Linked DNA regions of Capsicum annuum: region 2 is linked to region 1. Evidence: chromatin contacts called from public Hi-C data. All regions are on one chromosome and are shown on one strand. The core of a region is the stretch at or near the end of the contact, and the rest is flanking DNA. Distances in the headings are between cores, read along the strand shown.

What was found. Hi-C and Micro-C count contacts between places; a contact is called where the count stands out from the background.
Region 2: a contact with region 1 is called in a Hi-C map of leaf, with 2.5 times the contacts expected there. The contact joins two enhancer-like sites. A contact is called at or near these places in 2 of 5 Hi-C or Micro-C datasets (leaf and placenta).

Annotation. Positions count from the first base shown.
Region 1 is chr4:70,778,626-70,783,518 of UCD10Xv1.1, reverse strand. It overlaps LOC107867982 (oxysterol-binding protein-related protein 1C), which reads right to left. Exons shown (of 9, transcript XM_016714511.2): 8 at 4,870-4,893; 9 at 2,607-2,934. The coding sequence ends at 2,773. Among protein-coding and RNA genes, the nearest start is that of LOC107867982, 10 kb to the right of the region's middle. Within about 2 kb of position 2,113, at least 4 of the 5 cell types and tissues checked have an H3K27ac peak or open chromatin away from gene starts, as enhancers often do. A contact at or near this core is called in leaf, where this site is marked.
Region 2 is chr4:71,367,315-71,371,881 of UCD10Xv1.1, reverse strand. LOC107867988 (a long non-coding RNA gene) reads right to left here. Exons shown (of 6, transcript XR_001673506.2): 4 at 4,358-4,434; 5 at 2,643-3,126; 6 at 1,951-2,474. Among protein-coding and RNA genes, the nearest start is that of LOC107867988, 4.9 kb to the right of the region's middle. Within about 2 kb of position 2,356, at least 2 of the 5 cell types and tissues checked have an H3K27ac peak or open chromatin away from gene starts, as enhancers often do. A contact at or near this core is called in leaf, where this site is marked.

The DNA.
Region 1 (4,893 bases), core at 864-3,363:
AGATGAGGCGTCAGTTACCATTGCTTACATGATCACTAAAGACGTTGGAGAGTAACATGGATTGTCGCGTAAGTTGATCTTCAAAGTGCTCAGCTTATTCAGTGTAAGTGGAGATAAATCATTGGTTAAACGATCATCATTCTTTGTGCCAAAGTATTTTGAACCAGAGTGCACAAGTAGAGCTAGAGTCTTCTTAAGTGTCTCTACCACATTGCTTTCTTCTTCTGAAGCATTTGTATGGTACCTCGCTTCTTTTAAGCTTGAAGATATGAAAATTGGAGTTAGTGCAGACAACACTTTATATGTTTATTGTCCTAGTATGTTGGCCTTTCTCCTTGTGATAGCTCCAAAGCTTCCAAAAGTAACACCAAAGATGCTTTCTACTTCAGCAGAGAATTAGAAATCAACAACCTTGGGGGCAGTTGATTGAGAATTGACCTTCTTGGAAGTAATTTTAGTGTTCTAAGATTTTGATGTCAGAAAAGTTGAGATGATAGGTAGAGATTATCCCATTGGGTGTGCCGGAATTTGTTACAGTAAAATTCTAATCAAGAAAATAATATCGAAACAAGAAAAATATTGCAATAATTATTTTATGAATTTCAATATGTGAGTGTTACAATATCTGTGACTCCTCTAATTCCCCTTTTCAAATATAAATTCAAGGGTTTCGAGCTTGATCTTGAATTTGAACTTGATTTGTGGATTTGCTAAGCTTGATTTTGAATTATACTTGAATTCAAGGGCTTTTGAGATTGATCTTGAATCTTGTGGTCTTGATCTTTAATCTTGAGAAATTGGATCTTGATTTGTGAATTTGATGGACTTGATCTTGACTTGTACTTGAATTCAAGGGTCTTCAAGCTTGTTCTTAAATCTTGTGGTCTTGATCTTGAATCTTGAGGAACTGATCTTGAATGCTTGAATTTGTAGAAAAACCTGTGTTGTTTGATCCGCGAGCTTTCTCTAGCTTCTTATTAGAATTGTTGGTTCTTTTTTCTAAATTATAAGACCCCTATTTATAGTTGTAGGAAGAAAAGAGTCATGGTGAAGGAGAATTTCTTTTTAAGGTGAATTTCTTTTGATCAATCAGATTTAAGTGACATGACGCATTTTTATGGGCTTTTGATTTCACTTGGCTTGCTGCATCATTTTGATATGTGGCACGATCCTATTGGCTTCTTCACTTAACTTGACTACTTGGCATGCCACGTCATTTGACATGTGGCGCTCAATTGGGCTTCTAAAACATGATGGCATCTTGGGTTAACAAAATGAACTCAGAATTTGTAGTTCAAATCAATGGATTAGCGCAATAAGAATTGGGTTTGAATTGAATCCGTATTTCTTGAACTTAATAATTCATTCAATTATATCACTTCATAATATTTGTTTGGACTAATATATTTAAAATTTATGTGATCACAACAGGTTTCTGTTCGTATAAATTTTCAAGAATCTTGATTACAGCAAAAGTATAAGTTCTGTTGTAAATCTTGCAAGCACAAATATTCCAAATCTACTTCATCGCCCCCTGTGATGTCTTTTATGATCAAGCTCTATTACCCTTCTATCAACTTATACATCACAATAGTTTGTGCAACTTTGAGCAACCCTCTTTGTACTTATAGCACCTTTTTTACTCCTTTATATAAACAATAAATAGCTTGGTAAGCCACTTGTAGCACCTCATTCCTCATACATTGAGTGACATTCTTTAGCAGACCCAATTGATTTGCAAGTGTATCCAATGGTTTTTGTATTGTATTGTTGTGTAGAAATTTATCTTGAGAAATTGGTCAAATTAAGTAAGTACATCCCTCTTTCAACTCACTATCTACAATCATGAATTGCGCAGGGAATTGTCTTTAAAACTCTTAACCTAATCTATTTTATTTTAGCTGTACTAGTTATACATTTCATTCTTCCTTTCACTCTCCAGATTTTGGTAGTATAGGAATTCGCCATAGGTTTTGCTAGCAGAATCCTTTAATCGTCTCTTAGCTCTCATATACTTTTGAAGGCTTTATATCCTGCTTGAGAAACCTCTGTCAAGTATCCTTATAATCCCATATAGATTTTGGTAGTATAGGAATTTGCCATAGGCTTTGCTAGTAATTTCCTTCAGTCGTCTCTCGGCTCTCATATACTGTAGAAGGCTTTATATTCTGCTTGAGAAATCTCTGTTAAGTATACTTATAACCCAAGCCATAAACTAACATGACTTAATGGTCTTCCTCCTCCTCCTCCAAGGAATCCACGCGCAGAACATGCACTATATAGCATGCAGAAATAGTGGAGGAGCTTGCTAGTTATTGTTTGTAGGTGAGAAGATTGTAATGTGCACACAGATTTGTTTTGAGTTCTTTTTTATCTTCAATAGTTGGATACCTAGAAATCAAATTAGATAAACAGTTGAATGGTTCTGTATTAGTCCAAAACTGTCCAAACAGATCGAAGGCACGCCTACTCTGAGCTTGTGTCCAGTGTTGAAGTCTGTATGCTAAAAGCAATGAGGAATATGCATCGTCTTTGAATCCTGAGACACACACTACCTTCGTATTGCAATTCATATTTTTAGAAGTAATCAACGGGAAGATCCAAAACAACAAAGAATGAAATCTTTATTACTTGGAGGCATTAAAAGTACTTTACATATTTCAAAGACAATTTGCAGCACCAGTAAACCTCTCCCCTGCTGTATAATGAGATGTAAAATATTTGGAAGAAAATGAAATAATAAGCCCGAAATGGCTAGAGCTCACTCGGTCATTACATCTGATCAGAAGGGATATGACCAAAAATATCAGGACATGCCTCCCACTTGCCCTTTTCCCTTGCCTCCCAATAACCGCCAATGTAGTGGTAACCATCACTCCCTTTGTCTTTTGCAAACCACTGTGGCTTCCAACCCCTTTCCTGCATTTTCCGAGCCTGCATGCAAACAAGTAACAATATTATGCCACCTCTATTCAACTAGCCAGGTAACAAATGATGCTGGTTTAGGCCATTCTGTTGCATTTTTAGAACCAACACCTACAGTATTAGTTGAATGCAAATCCATCTCATTTAAACATCTAGTCATTTAAAGTCCCTGACTTGTTCGGAGTTCTAAGAACATTAGTTGAAAAATGTAGTGGGTAAAAATATGAGCAACAATGGCAGCCAGGGCAGGAAACAAACTGCAATATGGTTGTCTCCTCAAAAATAAATCAACAAACAAGGACAGAAGAAACTCCAGTCATTTCCTACTCGGCTCATGATCTCAACTTTAACCCCCAAACAATAGGCCGTTACGATTACCTGTCTCTGCCGTTCTTCAAGACGTAGCTTTTCTGAGTTGGCCCTGTCATATTCGCCATTCTCCAAGCACCTTTGATCAGGTCTAAGTCTAGAATCTGTTGGTGGCAGCTTGTCCTATAAATGAAGTGATATTAACACCAAGGTCATCCAGGACTAGAACGAGTGTGAAGAATCGATATAAAGTCGTATACTAAGGGTAAGAGCAAAAGATGTAAGCAGATAATTGCAGATACTTCTAAACCACTACTGCTTTACTAGTCTATGGCCACAAATATACAACAAATTAGCTCCCTAAGAATGTGATGATTCAAAGATAATAAATAGAACGGAAAAGGTACAAATATACCCCTGAACTATGATAAATGGTACACGTATGCCCCTCGTTATACTTTGGGTACATTTATACCCTTCCCGTTAATGTTTAGGGCTGTATATACCCCTAGACTTAACGGAGGGACACGTGTCATAATCCTAGAAGTTGACCCATTTTTTAAAATTATATTTAACCTAAATATATTAAATTACCCATATCAATCCCTATCCGAGCCGCACCCGACCCAGACTCAATCCACTCCATAGAATATTCAGAACAAACCCACAAAATTAACGGGAAGAGAGGGTCTTTGCTATGATCTTACACCATCTTTCCCATCAAAATTCTTTCTTTTCTTAATCCTTTTATCACTATTACCTTCTTCATTGTTCCCTTGTCCTTGCACTGGTGTACCTGGTGATTCTGGTTCACCATTATTTCCATCCATTCATTGCATCCCTAGGTGAAAAAAGCGCCATCTCACGATACCGTATGCACTTTACAAACCTTATTAGTTTTCTTATCAGTTCCAAAGAAAACACCTACAATCACATCCTTATGTCCTAAAAACAGAAACGGCTTGCTATACTTAGTCGATTTTTTCAAACGGAAAAGCCTAGCAGTTAAATCCTTCGATCCCGCCAACAAATAATCCGAATCAGGGATCCAATCTAACGACGTAATTTCATCATTACAATCAGTGAACGTCCTTATCAACTCAAACGGAAAGAACTCTTTTCTAAAACCCGGCGAACGCCAAATTTGGAGAAGCTTACCAGCAGCAACAGCAATGAATTTTCCATTAGGGCTAAATTTAGCATCCGCAACGGGATGTTTGAACGTGATACGATGGAGCACGGCGCAGCGGGGGAGGTTAATGAATTGGCAACGGTTGTTTTCGTCGATAGCGAGGAGGAATAAGCCGCCTCTTGATACGGCGGAGATTGGTGGAGGATTCTGATGGCAATGTAATATTGTGGGTTTGTTCTGAATATTTGATGGAGCGGGTCGGGTTTGGGTCGGATAGGGATTGATTTGGGTAATTTAATATATTTAGGTTAAATATAATTTTAAAAAATGGGTCGGCCGCTAGGATTTGGACACGTGTCCCTCCGTTAAGTCCAAGGGTATATACAGCCCTAAACATTAAAGGGAAGGGTATAAATGTACCCAACGTATAACGAGGGGCATATGTGTACTATTTACCATAGTTTAGGGGTATATTTGTACCTTTTCTGTAAATAGAAACATACCTTCACTCCAGGGATAAGCTCATT
Region 2 (4,567 bases), core at 1,107-3,606, 590 kb before region 1:
TCAATTTTCTCAATAAAATATTATTAAACTCACCAATCACAATACTTCTGTAATCATATTACCTTGTAGTCTCGTTAGATTGACTATTAGAACTTGTTATAACTGATAGATTGATTGAACTCTTGACTACGTATACTAATATAAATCAAATATTTATAGATCAGTCAAATACAGAGAGATTCTTACCATATATAAATGGGAATTAATGGAGTTACCTCGTAAAAGGATCTAAGATGGTCAAACTTTACCATCTAGCCACCGCCGATGTTACGCCAAAAAGAACACCAAAACAAGGCAACTTAATTCATTCTAATATTAGAAACTCATGCTGATAACGTGTTATAAAACAATAAAGAACAAGAAGAAGAGTAGAGAGAATAGAGAGAGTGATTCTTATTTCTTCTCTTGAGGGATGAGAGATCATAAGATTGTAAATACAATGAACAAAACCCTTTTATTTATAGGAGAAATTTACTCCTAGTCTGAGTAAAAGATGGATGCTTCAAATCCTAATAGATATCAAAGTAGATCTTGATAGATATTGATAGACATTCACTATAATGTAAATACATTTATAACAGCAGTAAAATTTACATTCTAGATGTTTAATTGACAAAATTATGTTAATCTTTTTTTTTCTACCTAAAATTAGGGGGATGCGGCCTGTCCTAACAGAGGCCCAACGTAAAGAATATTTTTAGGTTAACTATTGTGATTTATAATACTTTTTACGTAATTTTTAAATAATATATTTTATATCATCTGTCTCAATTTATGTGGTATTGGAACAATTTTTTAGAACTAACTAAATTTTTTACATATTTTTTAAATATTTTGAATTATTAATTATTATGATTTATAGTAAATTTTGTTTTGTCTCCATTTATGTGGCAGTAATAAAATTTAGAGAGCCAAACAAAATTTTTTACATCTTTATAATTATTTTAAATTGTTAATTATTATGATTTCTAACAATTTTGCATAATTCTCAAAAATATAATATATTGAAAAGAAAAGTAAAATAAACAGATATAAAAGAAAATATCTAAGCAAGCAACACAAGCAACATGTAGATCTGCTACCTGTTTATCATCCCTTATAAGTGAGGTAATAAATCACAAATGTCAATTTGAGTGGCACAATTCTTAGATGGTCATAATAACTAATTACGAGTGGTAAAGTAAATTCACGATTTAAGAAACGAAGCAGACATATTTTAAATGACTTACAATAACCAATTAGAAGTGATATAGCCAAATTACTACAAAAAATATTTGTGAAAAAAAATTAAGTGGTCTCATATAAGACGTCAAGTTAATTTATAACATCAAAAGTTAATTTATCACTTTATGTCTATTTTATTTTATTTTTTGTTAAATATTATTAATTTTTTAATATTTAAATTACACATATAATTAATTAGGAGTGATGTTTAGTAAATTACAGTTGAAGCAGCTGAAGTAGATTTATCATAAATGTTTATTATTTAATTAAATATTATTAATTTTTTTAATACATAAAGTAATTATAATAATTAATTAAGAGTGATATAGTAAATAAATACCATGCCAACGTTTTGTGTTCTGGTGTGTTTCGTTTGAAGATAAATATTCTATCCTTAATTGTATCTGTTTTTACAGCATTCAAATCATTTTTAGTGGTTCTAAATCACAAAATCCTAAATATTTGCTAGGTAGCAAAATTAAATAGTTCAATTAAATTGCAACACACTGTCATTTTAGTTGATTCATTTGTATATATTAGGTTGCCAAATCAAACAATTTTTTTTTTTCATTTGACGGACTGAGAAGGTTAGCTTCAGAAGAGGCCACAACATTATCCTAACAAATTAGCACATCAGAAGCAATAGAAGTAATGGTAGCACTCTCACACACAGAATAAAATGTAACATAAAAAGGCCTACATATAGCTAGATTTCATTAAACATGATTAAATGTGTTAATAAGATGCAATCCCTAATACATGGGATATATTTTATATTCATGAATTTTGCAAACAAAGCACCTATAAATGCAATCATTACTGCTAGTATAAGTCATCCCCCATTTTTTTATTTTTTTTTTTGGGGGGGGGGGGGGGGGGGGGGGGTTCCTCACTCTAGGAGAAATTAAACCAGACAGTAAAAATTTAACTTATAGTTGATGCAGTCAGCCGATTCTTAGCTTATAAAAATGCAATGCATAATATTATAGTAGTGTCATTCGAGCCTCTATCATTCACCATCTGATCAAGGAAACCATTTGTTCTCTCTTCCATTTCCAGAGCAATGGCATACTCTCAGGCCTTGTCCTGCAGCTGGTTAACAAATTTATAAATCAGGAGCCTGATGGCTCATCACATAACTACCACAGGTATTCTTGTAGTGCATTACTTGAGCTTTTATTTTTCATTTGATCCAGCGATTGAAGCGCAAAGCAAAGTCCCAGTTGGATATACGCATCTTGCACTTCTTCCTAGGTAAACATATGTACACACATTTGAAAAAAGAAAAGAGTCAGTCCATACAATTTAATTACATCGTAAGGTGCTGAGCTAGTGATCTGCAAATATTAGAATATAGAAGTTGTCATTATTATGGTGAAAAGTCGAGCAGAAATAGGAGTAAAGGCAGAGAAACTTACTGGACGACAAAGAAAATATCTTGTCCATGACTGCCTCATGTGTTTGAACGATGCGAAAACCATTACCAATATCATTTACTTATATGGTTTGCCATGCTCTAAAGAAATTAATTTTAATTTTATATCAGATTCATGTGTTGCCTGCAGCAGATTTTCAGATTTTCTTGCCCTGAACTTTTTGCACTCCTTCCTGGGCAAACATACATACATTATAAAAAGAAAGAGAGCCAGTACATAAAATTCATGTACATCACAAGATGTTGAGCTAATGACTTGCAAATATGAAAGAGTACGGAGGTGGTCATTATTATGGTGAGAAATCAAGCAGAAACAGACAGCCACTATCTAAAAAATATAGTGCATGAACTTGAGCCATCTCTGCATACTCCTCCGTTGTTGGGATCATCCCAGACATCTTCTACCAAGAAGCATCATCTTTTGGACAACACGGTGGGAAAGAAGGCTCTGTAAGTCTGAGCAAGCTCTGAAACACAAAGAGTTGCTTTTAAGTTACGGATAAAGAAGGAAGTAATACAAGTTCCAAAAGTCATCTAGCTTGTATAGAAAACATAAACATTGTCGGAATTTTGGCACCACTCAATACTTACAAAGAAAATATGATAACCTTCATATTATCCCTAAAAGAATATGAAACAGATTACAATTCAGAAAAATAAAACATTAACCATATGACCAAGACTTGCTACATTAAGTAGAGAATGTGAGATTAAATTTGATAAATAAGATTTGACACCTGCTGTATAAAATAAAGAATGTGAGATTAAGATTGAAAAAAAGATTCATTATCCCCACACACAAAAAAGAGAGGAGGATAACACTGTCAACTTAATTAGTTCTACACTTCTACTATTATAAGCTGCGAAAAGCCTTTTTGGGAGCAGATATAGCTTGTTCCCTTAGTTCAATAAATGGATTGCTCCAAAGCCCACTTTGTAGGACTACACTGGATATATTATAGTTGTTGCTGAAGAAAGGATCTCCAACTCCTCTCTTCTCCCAACATAATTCGTTGGAGAATCAATCTCTCTCTAATCTTCACGAGGTCATCTACTTCCCTCCCCACAACAATAATTATGTCAATGAAGTGTCCCTATGGAAGTTTTTCCTGTTGTTTCTCTTCTTCAACCACAAAATCCTAGCCTTTTCTATTCAACTAACCTCTTTGGCCGTGGTTGAAATTTCTGCCTTACTCTTCAACTTCTCTATTTTGATCATTTCTCCTTCTTGTGAAATAAGTCTTTTCATCTTCTGTGTAAAGTTCTTCTGTTCGACTCCAAATCTAACTAAACAACTTTTGAACTGTATGATTGTCACCAGCTTCATATAAGTTTTCCAAAACTCTCACTTTCAACATGTTTGCTGACCTAGAACTCCCTTTAAGTTCGTTCATTTGACATCCATCGATGCTATACAATTACTTCATTATTTCAAAAATGTTTTCAGTTAATTAATGAAGTTATATCCTATCTGAATACTACATACTTATTGTATGATTAAAAAATATGCTCTATACAAGTAATGCATGACTTCAAAAATATTTCCAGCTAATTAATGAAGCTATATCCTATCCGAATACTACATACTTATTGTATGATAAAAAGAAAATATGACCATTTGATAGATGAAGATATGTTTTCAAATCCCAATCTTATCCAAATTCTAAAACTGTATCAAGAAAGGTCTAGATAACATACAATTATATTATCTCTGTCATCTGACACCCCTAACTGTCCATAATCATTGAGTCCACTATCATTAACACAATCATTTTCTGCAAAAAGAGGACGACGTTAATTTGTAAGCAAGCTTCTACTAATGCATTAGCAGTTTAAAATATTATTTTAGCGATAGAACTGGACAATTTTATTGGTTCAAATCCGTAGTGACAAACTCCTACATTCCTA